Linked DNA regions of Anas platyrhynchos: region 2 is linked to region 1. Evidence: chromatin contacts called from public Hi-C data. All regions are on one chromosome and are shown on one strand. The core of a region is the stretch at or near the end of the contact, and the rest is flanking DNA. Distances in the headings are between cores, read along the strand shown.

What was found. Hi-C and Micro-C count contacts between places; a contact is called where the count stands out from the background.
Region 2: a Hi-C map of skeletal muscle shows a contact between it and region 1, with 5 times the contacts expected there. The contact joins two enhancer-like sites. A contact is called at or near these places in 2 of 8 Hi-C or Micro-C datasets (liver and skeletal muscle).

Annotation. Positions count from the first base shown.
Region 1 is chr15:12,738,231-12,742,174 of IASCAAS_PekinDuck_T2T, forward strand. All of the region lies in intron 4 of LOC113845268 (a long non-coding RNA gene), which reads left to right. Among named protein-coding and RNA genes, the nearest start is that of LMTK2, 22 kb to the right of the region's middle. Within about 2 kb of position 2,416, at least 2 of the 8 cell types and tissues checked have an H3K27ac peak or open chromatin away from gene starts, as enhancers often do.
Region 2 is chr15:12,787,214-12,790,918 of IASCAAS_PekinDuck_T2T, forward strand. LMTK2 (lemur tyrosine kinase 2) reads left to right here. Exons shown (of 15, transcript XR_011803508.1): 7 at 758-891; 8 at 3,537-3,621. Among named protein-coding and RNA genes, the nearest start is that of BHLHA15, 16 kb to the right of the region's middle. Within about 2 kb of position 2,293, at least 1 of the 8 cell types and tissues checked has an H3K27ac peak or open chromatin away from gene starts, as enhancers often do.

The DNA.
Region 1 (3,944 bases), core at 1,166-3,665:
CCTACATCAATTAATCCCTTTTATCTGAAATAATTGTTGTGGATAAATGAATCTAGTTAAAGTCTCAGTGCATCCCACCCAGGGTATTTCCATAGTCTGTCAGAGAGTGGCAATATCCCTGTGTGCAGCCTCAGTGACAGACACTTTGGCTGATGAGAGCTGGGCATAGCTCTTGCAGAGGATGCCACTATCATTTCTGTATTGGCTAGAGAACAGATGAGATTGCAGAATGAAATTATCTTTCTCTTACGGGAAATACAATACAAAGCTTACAAGCTATTCCTAGGTCTAAAACAAGGAAATCCCACTGCTTTTTAAAGGGACTGGAGTAAGATTCAGTCTTCTAAGCAGAGCAATCATTTATAAATTATAGGGACAAACATATGATATCTATAACTGCTTAATATACAGAGACTTCCTGTTTCCATTAAAGTCAATGGCAGAGTTCCTGTTGACTTCAGTGCTAACAGAATCCGGACTGCAGGCCTTAAAACAAATGTTTCCCATTAAAATTGTGATATAATTAGCATCAGGAAGCTGCTTAATGAGCTGGATCTGATAGCTATAGAAGCTGTGGATTGTTTATATGAACTGAATCTTTCTTTGTTTCTCTTCTTGATTTTAAAATTAAGTAGTGTCGTTGTTTTTACCAAACTCTATAAATATTTAGTCCTGTACCACATTGTGGTTAAAGCCATCATATTATTATTACTAGTGGAAACTACTTTGTGGGCTATGTCAAGACAAATGGATGTTTCTGTTAAGGCAATGTGGTTATTATCAGCCATGTTCTTCAGAATATCAGCTGTATTCTTAAGTTTGCTTTTCATTCAAATGAAGAACATTCCAACATAAGGTCAAAAAAGACAGTGATTTTTGGTGTAAGGAGGAAACAGACGCTCTTGAGAAAGTAATGGTTGCAGGCCCTCCAGGAATGGCAGCAGGTTAGTGTTTGAGTAATTAATGTGAGCTCAGTTCAGGGGTAAGGATCTGCTCTGTTAGGGACCAGCAGCAAATCCAGGACTGGATCCCACTACAGCAGATTCTGCCACCAGGTAACTTCTGTGTATTTAAATCACTTATGCTTCTCAGAGAGACGTGCACACAATTCAGGATGGGGCACCTGAGTTCTAATTCTGACTTGGATGTTGAGTTTCCGTGGCCCTGGACAGTTACTATTTGTTGTGTGCCTTATGTCACTGCTTCCCAGCGTGGTCTGCCACACATGCATTTAAGTGACGGGTTTTGTCCCAGGGAGGTTAAAGCCAACAGGGCAAGTTGTTGATAGGGCTTCAATGGATGTTGAGTAGATTCTTGTGCTATGAACTGCTTCGTTACCGTAGAGGTGAATCTAAGAATGAGATCTTACTCAGTGTAAGTGTACCACAAATTTCTTCATACATGTCATTTAAGATGACATACTGATGACAGATGACAGATTTTATAAGTATGGCTTATCTCTTTAACGGCTTAAAGAGGTTTTGTATGAATTTGCTAATCATTAATCAATTCTGGGGATAAAAAAATGAACTTAAGTACCAGCCAGTTCATTTATTTTCATTTTTTTCTGTAAGTTCTTCATGCTGGTAAGTGCAGAATTTGGCTCACATTAGTTCTGAATCCTTCCTTATTCCTATATTGACAACGTCTCTACTGGAAGCCAGTTGAACTTTTGCCTGAATTAGGGCTGATTTATGATAGATTTGGTCCATGGATTAATTTTCCCAGTGATGAGGATGATAGGTGTTTTATTTTAAGCTGAAATAGTCCCATCTGATCTGATAAACAAGACAATAACAAAATGCCAAAATAGTCAATTTAGAAAAATAAAATTATTGGTATATTTTTCTAAACTTCCTTTTGTCCTGTACAGTTCATCTTGGGTTGGGGAGTGAAACAAATATTGTTATGGAGAGAAAAGAAACTGAGCAAATATATTTATGCATTTCTAATTTTGTCTTTGGGTGTTGAGTTGCCCTGGGTTAAGTTGCATAATGATAAGTAAAGCAACTGGACACAATCCAGTGCAAAGTGATGCATGAAACCAGCACTTTTCCCCCCCAGTGTGTGAAAATTTGTATCAGCAAGAAACAGATAGTCTAACTTGTATGTAGTTGGAGATCTGCCTGCATTTTGATACCTACATTCTTTTAAAATGAATCATTCTTCAGTGCAGACACAAGATCCCTGGCTTAGGGAAGCTAAGAAGTGACATGCTGACACTGGGCTACGTTAACCCTCCATCTTCACCAGCTTCTGTGTACTCATGCGACCCTTAGAAGTGGTGAGCAGAGAGGAGCTGTGGTCAAGCCTGTGGTTAAAGCTGTAGTTAAAGGGGTGGTTGTGCGGTGTGACAGCACAGTTCTGTACTTTGTAAAGCCGTACTGGAGCCAGGGCTGGACTTGAAACGTGCATCTCTTGTCACAGACCAGTACGCTTAGCTCATCACTGGTGCTTGAGCGTGTGGTTGCATGGACTGGCCTGGCTGCAACACTCACCATCCTGTTCAGCCACTTTTTGTCCAGAAGATGGGGCAAGGTGCTTCATTTTAAGGAAGGGGCCTCTCATTGCTTTTCACCTGATTGTCAGCTAAGTCAGTCATTACAGGCTCAACATCGATAATAAATGTAAATGCTTATGATAATGGTTTTGTTCCTTAAGCACGTTTCACTCTGAAAACCTAGTGTGACTTTCTACCAACTACATACCAGGGAGCCCTCATGTATTAAAAAAAAATGTCTCTGGTGTTAAAAGGAAATTACAGTTTTTAATAAATAACTTATTGCTTAAAATGACCCCCCAGCATCAGGTAGAGAGTAATCAGAAAATAGTTTCTCTGTTTTTCTTTTATTTCTAGAGGAAAAAAATAAGGCTTTCAATTTTTAGGTAGCTGCCAACCAACAGCTTTCATAAAGCATAGAGTAACCATATATGTGTGTGAAAGAAAGGAAGGTTCATTTCTACAGCAAAGCTCCTGTTTGGATCTGTTCTTTTCAAAAGTGACACTCGCTGGGAGCTAACCATTCTTCTGGGATTTGAAGCAGAGCAAGAATAAATATGTAAACAAGTCAGATCACTTTCAGGACTAGAGAACGTTTTAAATGATATTAAAGATTAAGCCAATGTAAACACGTGGCTAAAATTGTGCAGATTTTGACTGCTGCTCAATCAGAATTCACATTTGCTTTTATTCTCAGTGTGTCTCCTTTAAAATAAGGCACAAACGTATAAATAAATTGCAGCTGATCGATCTTACTCTGCTATGTGAAGATTTGGTGTCTAATTGTAATTTAAACTGTTTGTGGCTAGCTTTTAGACCTCCCCAAAGTGAAACTAGGAAAGCAAGCACATCTTTCTCTACTGTGATAGATCCTGCTGTCCATTGAATTCACAGCAAGCCTTTATGAAACTGCTGAGATTTGTTAATCACTTTGGTTTATTTAATTGACAGTGGGACAACTGACCAAGTGGCAAATTATCATGGGTATGGAAATGCACCTCTGAGCTCTCTGAATGCCATTTAAAGATTCAGGACTTGTTCCCAATTGACTGAAGCATCGAGTGAGGTCTGCCAGCGTTCGGTACTTCTCTTTTGGGTGGGTTACAATTTAAAGTATGCTATTGGAGCAGTGAACTGTAGAGTATTCTGCTTTTCAAGTGCTCCAAGGAATGCTGTACGTTAGATAATGATTGCTGTAGCAGGAGAGGGTTCGAGCTGGGCAATTAACTGGTCTAACTAAAACTGACAAGAAAAGATAAATGGTTTCCTCTAGCTTAGCTGAAGCATTTATGGCTCAAAGCTGTCTCACCAGGGCCAACGGGCATGGTGCCAGCGGAGGTTTTTTAGTGGCTTTGATGTTGCTGTGATGCTCCTGGAGGGTGCTGTGGAGCAATGGCAGTGGATTTTTATATTATCCCAAGCATGCACCTTGCACTCCCTTACA
Region 2 (3,705 bases), core at 1,043-3,542, 49 kb after region 1:
GTACAAATGAAAGTAAGATCAGTGGCGTAAGAAACTTGTTCTCTTACTTTTCTTAGATTTTCCTACACAGGAAAAGCAAGACTGGAAGATGCTTGACAACTCCCAGTTATTTTTCCATCTGTTTCAAAGCTATTTTTTTTTTTGTAATTTATGGAGTGCTTCTGTAGGCTTGTAAGTTGTATGGATGCTGATCAGCAATGCCTAGGTTCAACAAAACTACTGCCATCCTCTGGTGCCTGAATGATGGGAGTGGGCTGTATCATGGTCTTTTAATATCTAAAGCTCTCGTGAGCTGGCAATGTCTAAAACAGTTTTCTGTGCTCTCTTCCTTCCATCCCCTTTCATATGCCAGACAGACAACTGCTGATGGGGAGCAATTGAAATTGATCACATGTAAAAAAATTAAAAAAAAATAAAAAAAATAAAAAAAACACACACAGAAGCTCATCACATTTTTAATGGAAAGTATTATTGTATGACAGTTATGTTTTATGTGGCAGTGTGATTTAGATTATTAACTCCTAAATGATGTGATTAAAAACCCTTAAAAGGACAATACCATATGCCTTACATGACTTCTTATACAAGTGATGACTGAAACTTAAGGAGATTCTTTATTAAGCACAAATCTATTTATAACTAGTACTAACCTTGTTCACTGGTAAATAAGTAACGTAGTTAGTTAGCTGGCTCTTCATGAAGTATTGTTTAGATTCACCTAATACACAAGGCTAAGTATTTACAACTTCTTTTACAGGGTGACCTAAAAACTTATATTTGCAACGAGCAGGACCACATTAAAGGAGATTCACAAATAATGCTGCTACAGAGAATGGCATGTGAGATTGCTGCTGGACTTGCTGTAATGCATAAGCATAATTTTGTGCATAGGTACGTTTTCCAGATAAGTTACTCTTTGTTACGGTGCACTCCAAAAATCATGTAGGTGTTTTCATTCAAATCGGCACATTTTAAAGACACTAGTTTAATAGACTTTCATCTAATTTACATATCCTATGTCAGGAAGGTGTGATGTTTTTGAAGATGCTAATTTAACTGCAGTGATAAGGTCTTACAGTCTTTGTGCAACTGTAAGCTGATCACCTTCTTTTTAGGTGATCTGCAGACTGCAGAACACAGCCTACTGCTAGGCCAATCCAGAAGATGTAGTTGTTTGATTAATTCTTGCACAAATTAAGTTTGTTTTGTTGGGGGTATGTGTGTTAGGGGTTGGGGGGATAAAACTAAAATGTTGTTAGAATCAATCTTTTGGACTGTATTTTTGTAGATTATAACAATTTAGAATTTTTGTAATCCATTACCTTTGTTACTAAAAATGGAAAAAAAAAGTTGCTACTCTTTTAATATGTTAAGGGAGAAGCTGACTTAAATTGAAAAATCTGACTGAAGTAGGTGATCTCTTGCTAAAGCACTGTTTATCTTCAGTGTCTCTTAATCTAAAGTAATGGAGCTAGTCAGATCAAAATGGGAGAACAATTTCATTTTAGTGGTGGGGGAAGGCCTGGATTTCTTTATTTTATTAAAAGATGATGCAGTTACTACTGAAAAAATGGCAGTAGTTTTAACAGGTAAGAAAAATGCAGTCATGAAGCTCAGTGCTCTGAACTATGACAAAAAATTTTTTTTTGCTTTAATTGTAAAGTTGTTAAGGAGCTGGAGACATCAAGCTTAGACTTGTAATGTTATATTAGAGTACTTGCTCTCCAGACATGGCTTACCTGATGAAACCTGATATATCTCAGGATAGTTTATTCTGTGTGGGTATTGGGTCAGCCTGTTCTTTGCTGTAGAAACAGCACTTGTATCATCCCTTTCAGCATGTCAGGAATTTGCTGGTCAATGCATTGTACTACTTTGAGAAAGCGGAGACCTTGTGTTCAGGGAGAAGCTGAACTATTAAACTTCAGTCTTAAAAAGTGCATGTGTAAAACAACAAAACCCTAAGAAATCCCCCAATCCTAGACTCAGCTGGTGCCAGATAAGCAGAGCTTTTAACCTGTTTAACAATTTCAAGTTACTTGAAGGTAGTACCAGTTGTACCTTCTAAACTGAGTGATCACTGTTTCTTGTATTGCAGCAGCGTGGCTTTGTAGGTATTAAATTTAACAGTGTGTTTTCAGTGAAGTACAGTTAAAACTTGATAAATAGTTATTCTTTGGATCTCCAAAATTATCACTGTAAATGTTTACTTCTAGCAGCACTATCCTGATGCTGTCAGAGTAAGTGGTAAAACTCCAGCATCAGTGATTTTGTTGTTAGTGGTAAATTCTAGCAGCTAAACTTTATCTTCTCTTCTGGGATATTTATTTAAATAGTATGATACAAGTTGGAAAGCTTTGGAGCGTACTTGAAGGTTACAAATGTTTCTGACCCATGAGGTTCAACGGTTCTCAAAGTGGAAAAAAAACTTACTCTTTTGAAGTAGGGAAATTGTATGGTTTTCAGACCATCTACACTTCAGAGACTACTTTTTTTAAATCTACACAGAAGCAATGGTAGAATTCTTCCAGTGCACTTAATTGCCTAGTACCCTTCTGTGGAACTGAGAAGCAAAATATTTGAGCAATTAGCATGTGGAACTCTTTGCTGTCATGGCTATAGTTTCGTAGTAAGCATGCAGTTTCATTAAACTTGCATAGATTTCTGAGTTTGCACGATGGGATTTCTACAAAAGATTCTTGCTATTATTACAGCAACAGTGCTGGCTATGAGCACTTGTCTGGTTTATAGTGGAAACTGGAAATGTATATTCAAGAGCTTTTTTGTTCCTTTATTAAAGGAACTTTTATGAAACATGATTTCTTCTTATGGTCTTTCTCAAAGACTATGTATAGTTCTAGTTCAAATGTAACATGTGACTGTTATTTAGAGGAACTTATGTGTGTTTAATATATTACTGGTTGCTTAGTATGAGTGAAGAGTGACAGAACTACGGTGTCTGCAGTCTCCTAGTGAAATTGGGAATCAATTGTTGCTTTATATATATTCTTAAAACTTGATGAAAATACAAGCAACAGAAGAACTATCTGCACGTTTAGTTTGAATCAAAATTGTGCTTTTGAAATGAATCTCCCTACTGTTGCCAGTTACTGTGCCTGGGCTTGTATTGAGTTGATCTTCTGGAGTGCATGGACTGGTTTAACTATATCCAAAGAGAATCGGAGAGGTAGCTTCAGGTGCATGCTTAACTTGCTCCAGCTTTTACGAGCCTTTTGGTCTATGGGACCAGGCTACAGCTCATCTGAATAAAATTACCGAAGTGTATATAGTGTGGATATTGAATCCTTAGCACTAGTTATTTCATATTACTAATCTGCACCTGTCACTTGGCTACCGTAACCTGTAAATGTGTGTATTTTTGATTATTTTTGTAAAATTTTGTGGCTTTTTAAATTTGATACTTCAAGCTGTGGTCTGACTCTTCTGAGTAGTGTTACTTCTTTTAACCCATTTGTCTTATTTTTAATTGAAGACTTCTTGGTTTGTTCTTACTATTTATTTGTTTGCCATTGCAGTGACTTGGCCTTACGAAATTGCTTTCTTACATCTGATTTAAATATCAAAGTAGGAGATTATGGTATAGGATTCAGTAGATATAAGGTAAGTTAATTGGTAATGTACATTAAATTTAATGTACGTTAAATTTTTTTTGAAGGATTTGAAAGCCTGAGATTATAACAAGCA